Regions from separate parts of the Anser cygnoides genome. Here region 1 is linked to region 2. Evidence: chromatin contacts called from public Hi-C data. All regions are on one chromosome and are shown on one strand. Each heading gives the region's core, a stretch centred on a gene start, on an enhancer-like site or on the middle of the called end of the contact. The rest is flanking DNA. Distances are from core to core; before and after follow the strand shown. Region 1 overlaps PHLPP1 (PH domain and leucine rich repeat protein phosphatase 1). Region 2 holds the start of PHLPP1 (PH domain and leucine rich repeat protein phosphatase 1).

Evidence for each region. A called contact is a pair of places that touch in the nucleus more often than the background predicts.
Region 1: a contact with region 2 is called in a Hi-C map of liver, with 3 times the contacts expected there. The contact joins the enhancer-like site here to the promoter of PHLPP1 in region 2. A contact is called at or near these places in 2 of 7 Hi-C or Micro-C datasets (both in liver).

The regions. Positions count from the first base shown.
Region 1 is chr2:82,748,964-82,752,592 of Taihu_goose_T2T_genome, reverse strand. All of the region lies in intron 4 of PHLPP1 (PH domain and leucine rich repeat protein phosphatase 1), which reads right to left. Among named protein-coding and RNA genes, the nearest start is that of PHLPP1, 94 kb to the right of the region's middle. Within about 2 kb of position 1,487, at least 1 of the 3 cell types and tissues checked has open chromatin away from gene starts, as enhancers often do. A contact at or near this core is called in liver, where this site is marked.
Region 2 is chr2:82,655,299-82,659,049 of Taihu_goose_T2T_genome, reverse strand. It overlaps PHLPP1 (PH domain and leucine rich repeat protein phosphatase 1), which reads right to left and starts at 1,858. Exons shown (of 17, transcript XM_066992533.1): 1 at 461-1,858. The coding sequence starts at 1,709.

The DNA.
Region 1 (3,629 bases), core at 238-2,737, 94 kb before region 2:
TCCATTGCATCTGATCCCATACTGAAACACTGCTGTATCTCTGAACACATTCCTTGCTAGTAAGACTGTTAACAGTAATTTGCTAGTAAGACAGTAACACTGGTTACAAGGTGCAGGAACTTTTCCACCTATTTCAACAGTACATTTTTGTGGTTCAGTTCAGCTCCATTTGTGCAAATAGATACTGCCTTTCAGCCAAAAATGTCATCAGAATAGGTTGGTCCGAACAGAAATTGAAAGTGTACTGAATTAAAGCAATAGTTAGCAAGACTTCTACAGCAATCGAGTTAAATCCTTAGGGTTTTGATTATGTACTATTCGTTGGGATGGCACACTAATTCCAAAATTTTGTCCTCAATGTGTCTCAGAACTCTTAAAATCCCCTTGATTTATCTAGTAGCAAAGAAGTAACTTGCATGTGCTTGCCTTATTAGAAATGACCAAAAAGACTGTTTGAACCAAAAAAACACACATACAAGAAGAGGACAATCCAATTAGCCAGCCTGAATGTTCAGCAACGTTATTATGGTTGCCTAACAACCACTGGAGGTATGCCTAAAGGCAAGTAAATGGATGAATGAAAAGATCTGTGTCGGGTTCCGATAGATGAGAGGAAGTTTCTTCTCTGGCACGGTTTATGCCAGGACATTTTATTTAGACTTAATTTTCCCTTCATTAACTCTCAAGTCCTTTATTTGTGCGAGCAGGCTTTTATATAACACAGTAATGGAAGCAAAACTGTACCTATGAAGACTTTTATTTCACGAAAGTGACCTCTGATAGTAGGTGCCAATGCATTCACAGCCTCTGCATTGCCCAACGTATTCTCATCTCAAAACACTTTGCTCTCCCCCAGCCAGAAAACAAGGACAGAAAACGCATCAAGTGTTGAACAGGTTACAAAGTTTTAACACAAGAAGACTCTTAAAAACCCTCACCAGCTATTTCAATTAACTGGTACACAACCTTCGGTATCGGCCAGATCAAACTCATGCCACTGAATAAAACTCAACATGAAAATGTTAATTATTGCCTTTGGATCTCTTATCAATGGGGGCGTGGATTTAACCCCAAAGTACAGACTGTAAATACACTTAATATTTACAAAGCCTTCCAACAAACATGGGAATGCTGTGCTCTCTATTGCTATTTCGGTGCAAAGATGGGAGAAGAAAATAAGGAAAAATCACGGCCAGTTATCACAGATTTTGAACAAGCTGTGCTATGCTGGAGGCAGAAGTTTGGAACAGAGTTAGACGGAAACTAAATGAAATCCTGCAATCAGATTACCGCTGCAGGGAAAAAAATGCTACTGTGCAGAAACAATGACTAATGCATCTCTAGAGGGAGAACTATAAAATAAAAAAAGGAGGCTAGGGTAAGCCAGCTAACGTTAATGAGGGGTACTAGCCAGAAAAAAAAAGAAAGAAAAAGAAACATTTTGAATAAAATACCTTCCTATTCCTCTATTTTAGAGAAGGGGCTTAAAAATCCTGAACCTAGAACTAAAGCTCACAATACTGCATTTATCTTGAAGACAACTGTAGAGTTCAGCCAAAGATGCATCATTGCTCTGAAACCTGGGGTGATTCTGTGACGGAACAGCTGTCCCACAGCTTCCTCAAAGTCAGGCTCAAATACAGTATGAGTGCTCCAAGCAGGAGAAGTGAGGGCCTATAGAAACGACGTTTCAAATGAGAATTTTTCAGTATTCAAGTAAGTGCAAAAGTAGTGGTGAACACGAGGTCAAAAATAAGTAAAAGCTGCTGGAGAAGCCACAAAATGCAAACATTCCAGCTTTCAAGTCAACCATGAAAAAAAGAATTAACTGATTTAATAACCAGCACTGAGACTACAGACTTTACTCGTGCCACTCTGGAGTCTCAAGAACAGTTCAGGGCTTTTGCTCACTAAACAAGTGAAAACCACAAGCTACTAGAAGACTCCAAATACAATCTCGAGATAAAATTACCAAAGATCAAGCTGTGACAGAGGAAAGAGGATTTGGGGTGGAGAGATAGGAAGGGAGGAGGCTAAAGAAAAAATTTGTTTACATCAAGAAATTCCAATGCAGTGTTCAGCTTCAAGATTTTCTGCATTTTTGTGGAAAATTATCTTATGTCAAAGGAAAAAACTTATTTGTCTGTGTATTACATCTTTACTATCCTAGTGTATGTTTTAACGTGTTTATTAAGGGTCTTTTGTGAGTTAATTTGTATGTTAAACTTTTAGTTAATCTGACTACTAAGGACATGAACCAGACTGGTCAACTGATCTATATAACATGTAAGGGAGGATGCGCAGTACGGCCAGTACTGGGTATTCATTGAAAATGCACATATAATGCTTCTGTCAAATAATCCACAGAGGTGACTTATTGTTAAATAATAATATTTAAAGGAAATCTGAAAGACAGACACTTAAACTTGGTTAGTATTAAATGGCTAATTTAAGACAACTGACAGGACATTTTCTTCTTACTCTGTAAACATGTTCACTTGCAAGATGTTGAAGTCACATTTCTTCTCATGGAGCAGTGTCAATTACAAAACTATTCTAAGCAGAACAGGCAGGTACGTGCCCGAAGTTAAAATCTTTAGTCTGCCTCTCATCTCTGGTCACTCACTTCATGCTATCCACACCACAAACAGAACAGTGTAGTCCCATTATGGAGCACTGCCATGCCGCATATTAAAATTCTGAATTGTTTATAGTGCTTATTCTATTTGGATAGATTTATAGTCAGTAGCACCAGTAGCACTTGTAGCTTGGATATAAATAAGGTACGAGAAAAGTATTTTACAGACTCCAGTTTTCTCTTGCTGCTGAGTTTGCAGCGGTGGGCTTCAATCATTTTACAGAACAACATCCCTGCTGTTTTCTCACCCCCAAATCTTGATTCCTCCCAGAAGCAGGGGAACACATCAGTGTTGTCCCCACATGTGTTGTTTGTGGGAAAGAATTGCTCATTTGAGGCATGACAGTGTAATCTTCTTCCACCTTCCCTAGTTCTACATTTTGTTAACCTTTAAAAAAAAAAAGAACAGCACTGCTTGACATGTTACGTTCAGTTAGCTTGCTAGACCTTCTATTGTAATGACCAGTACAGAAATACTCGCTCCTCTGGCATAAAAGAGTCCTATTTTAAGGCAGAGCAAATTGTTACACGTCAACCTTTTCCTTTAAACATGCAACATGACTGAACACTAATTGCCGTAACTGAGCCCAAAAATGCCCAATAACTTAATCCTGAAGCTGCCACTTCAGGAGTGGCTTTAGTTTGACATATGCAAAATGAGGAAAGGGGCTAACAAGAGCAGTTCCTATCATGGCAAAGCAACACGCTGATACGTCAACTTCAGATTCAGGTCTACTTGGTGTACACAGGAGAGGAAACACACAGTACAGCGCTTGTGTTCCAGTATGCTTGGAGGGGGGAAAAAGTGTATTTGAGATGACCATACACAGTTACTGGAAGACAGCCATAAAAGCCTAGCCTGACAAAACCAGTCTTGCCTCACTCTTACCAAAAGCATTTAAACATTGGTGATTACTGCACCCAAAACAGAACACATGGCTCAATAAGGAGCTCAGCCGAAGGAAAGCAATTGCTTTCCCAGTCCTATCTC
Region 2 (3,751 bases), core at 609-3,108:
CCGTACCCAAAGTCGCCTCGGCGAGGCCGCGTTTGCAAGCTCCTGCCTTTCACGCTCACGGTTTTGACAGCCCGTTTCCAAAGGCTGCGTCCCGCGTTTGGCACGCTTTCGCTGCTTACAGCCTCGATCCCTGGGTTGAGCCCTGCACCTCTGACAAACAGCGAGCGACGAAACCCAAAGGGCGAGCGACGCGGGAGGCTGAGCAGAGGGCTGCGCTCGCAGGACGGAGCTGCGAGGAGCCTCTTTCCCTAAGCAGCCCAGCTCCGGAGGGCGACGGGGCGATGCAATTCAGGGAAGGCAGGGCTGCACAGCGCTGAAACCCTACAAGCGCGGAACCCCACGGCTGCCTCAGGCCAGCACCTGCAGCCGCCGTTCACCCTCCCAGCCCGGCGTAACCCCGACGGGGCGCCCCGGGCTGCCCCCCCCCCCCCCCGGCTCAGTCCCGACGGCGGCGTCTCACCGGCGTAGAAGCGGATGAGGCAGCCGGTCTCCGCGTCCATGCCCTCCTCCTGCACCCGCCACAGGTCCCGGTAGCCCAGCTGGCAGAGGTAGTCGTTCTGGAGCTGCAGCGGCTTCTCGTGGGCCTCCAGCCGCCGGCTGGTCTCCCCGTGCAGCTGCACGTAGAGGGCGGGCGGCCCCGACGGCGGCTCCCGGCCGACGGCTTCGCCCCCCGGAGCCCCCCCGGCCCTCGGCGGCTCCCCCGGCCCCGGGGGGCTCCGTGCCGGCCCCGCGGCCTCCCCCGCGCCGTCGGGGGGCGCCGGCTCCGCTTCCAGCTCCTCCGAGGAGGACGAGCCTCCGCCGCCGCCGCTGCTGTAGGGGTCCAGGCGGTCGGAGACGCTCTCGGCGCTGGGGCTGAAGCTCTCCGTGTCGGAGCCGGCCGGCCCCAGCTCGCCCAGCAGCGACGGGCAGGACAGCGGCGGCCCCGCCAGGTACAGCTCGCCGGCGGGGGGCGGCGCCGCGGGGCTCCGCTCGGAGGGCGCCGGGCTCGGCCTGCCGCCGGCCGCCTCGCTCTCGTCGGCGCTGCCGTTCCCCCCGGCTGCCGGGGCCGGCCCGCTCCGAGCTCCCCGGCGGCTCCTCGGCCTCTCCCCGGCCGCTTCGGGCGGGGGTCTCCGCTGCTGCGGAGGAGCGGGAGGAGGAGGAGGAGGCGGCGGCGGGGGCGTCGCGGCGCCCGGCTTGCCCAGCACCCGCACCACGCCGCTGCCGCCGCGGTGCCCCAGCTGCTGCAGGCGGGCGGCCACCTCGTCGGCCGTGGTGTCCAGCGTGCAGAGCACCGGGCGCAGGTAGCAGGCGGCGTGCCGCTCGTAGACGTGCACGCAGCCCCGCCGCACGTCCCGCCGCACCCAGTCCCGCTCCGGGGGCTGCAGCGGCTGCAGCTGCCGGGGGGGCTTGGGCAGCAGCAGCAGCGCCTTCCTGTCCAGGCTGCGGGTGCCCGCCGGGGCGGCCGAGGAGGACGAGGAGGAGGCGGAGAGGTTCCTCTTCAGCCTCCCCCGCCGCAGCAGCAGCGAGTTGGCGGCGCCGGGGGTCGCCAGCACGGCGGGGGGCGCCGAGCCTCCGCCTCCACCGCCGCCACCGCCGCCACCGCCGCCTCCGGCCGCTCTCCTCCTCCGCGGGCCGCCGCTCTCCGCCCGGCTGCCGCTGCCCGGCGGGCTCCTGCCGGGCTCTGCCCGCCCGCCGCCGGCCGGCGGGGCGTCTCCGGCTCGCTGCTCCATCGCCTGCTGGAAGGGAGCGGGGGAAGGAGGGACGCCGCGTCCCGGCGGGGCTCAGGGCTCAGGGCGCGGCGGGCAGCGCAGCTCCGCGCAGGGGCCCCCGCGCCGCCCGCCTCAGCCCCAGCCCCGCTCCCCGCCCGGCGCCGCCGCCATTAGGGAGGGAGGGCGGGAGGGAGGGCGGCGGGGAGGGGAGGGGCAAAGGGAGGGAGGGAGGGAGGGAGGGGGGGGAGGGCGCCTCATGAATATTTATCAGCCCGCCCCGGTGACGCCACCGCTGGGGGGGTGGGAAATGGAGTCCGGCGGGGACTACGAGTCCCGGCAGCGCCCGCTGTGGGGAGGGTGGATTGCCGTGACGGAGGGGTGCTCGCCCGCCCGCCCGCCCCTCGGTTCGAGAAAACATTCCAGGACTTTGTCCTGCTCTCGGTGGCCGCGTTCCCGAACTGTTATCGGGAGGTTTCGCTGGAGCAGCTGAGCTAGGGAATCCGCACGGCCCGGGGGACTGAGGCCGGTGTCAGGTCGCCCTCCGTCGGTGCCGAAGGGTGGCCGTTGGCTAACGGTCCGCCTCGGCGTGCTGAGGGGGTTTCACGGCTTCACCGGCCCTAATGACCCTGTAATTACGTGGTTCTGTGGTTCCGTGACCAGCCGTCCCCTCTCGGTTCAGTCAGAGTGGGCTCAGGAGCCGAGCGCCGAGCCTGGGCGATCTCTCCTCACAGATTAGATGCAAGGGGACATAAAAATGCATGGGGAACATTTATACATAAAACACATGCACACACACAGAGAACTGCTTTGTGAGAAGGTTCACAGAGAAAAAGTTTCAGCATTGCTATCCTGTCACTGTATTTCATTGCTAAAACTACTGAAAATGTGTATTTCAGACCCTAAAACTTCTGAAAATACTTCCTAAAAATTGTTTAGGAGCAGCGACCAGATACCAACACTTCCCCCCAAATCTGATTTTAAATTAATTACTGAAAAGATAAATTACAATCAGATAAATGAGTTTTCACACCCTAAGGACATAACAGTATTTATTCGGAGAATCCTCTTAACGCTCCTGAGGATGTTTTAGCTGAGTAATGTAGGTTGGACAGGGCTGTAACTGCTTGAGATTGTTCCTTTTTAGTACATTTTGTAAAAACACAGCGAAACGTCTTGCCAGATACTCATCAGAAATGCTATGGGCTGCAGCAAAGTGGGAGTTCTGGGCAATTAACCAGTTGCGCCAGTGTTAGGGGAGATAAATCTTCATTGCTGAGAACCCCGAGACAAACTCTCAGTGTCAATGAAGCAGAACTTTTAGTTGTGTTTTTTTTTAATTTTTTTTAGTGTATATATATAAATGAACCAGAACCATAATAAAACAAAAGTTTATGTCTCCTAATAAAACGCTCCTCCAGACTTGCACATTATTTTCTTTATACCTCATACAAGCAGGTGAAACAGACCACAGAAAACAGAGGAATTCCCCAGGAAACTCGCGATGGAAACGTGTCTACCTTTTATAAGGTTTATAACAATGAAGCTGTCGTTTTACCTTTGTATGGAAACCACCCCCTTTTTGAATGGAACAATCTGTAAATTAATTACATTCTGACTGTGCAGTTTGCTGGCCTGTATCTGGATTTGCAGTAACCAGCAAGAACATCACTGGAATTCCTTCTGGGCGAGAGACCCAGGACCAGATCCAGAGCACACACTAACAGAAGATGACGGCAACGCTTGGCCATTAAAGGCTTAAACCGGTGCCCAAAACCTCCTTTAACAGTAGCAGCGCACAATAAAAGTGCAGCGTTGAGTGTATTGCAGCCTGATTCTGTCTACTTCGTGCATTCCGTTTTAATTATGTCTACTGATTCACACCACCCTCATGCCACCTACTTCATGAAGGTTACTCCAGGTCTCCTGATTTAAATGCGTGAGAGAAATACTTTATGTGCAAACACACACAGACACACTCAGAAGAGGGATTCGGTAAGCTCGAGAGGCATTATTGTTAGCAGTAATACTTGAAATAAAATACTGTTTCTAGAAAACAGCTTGCT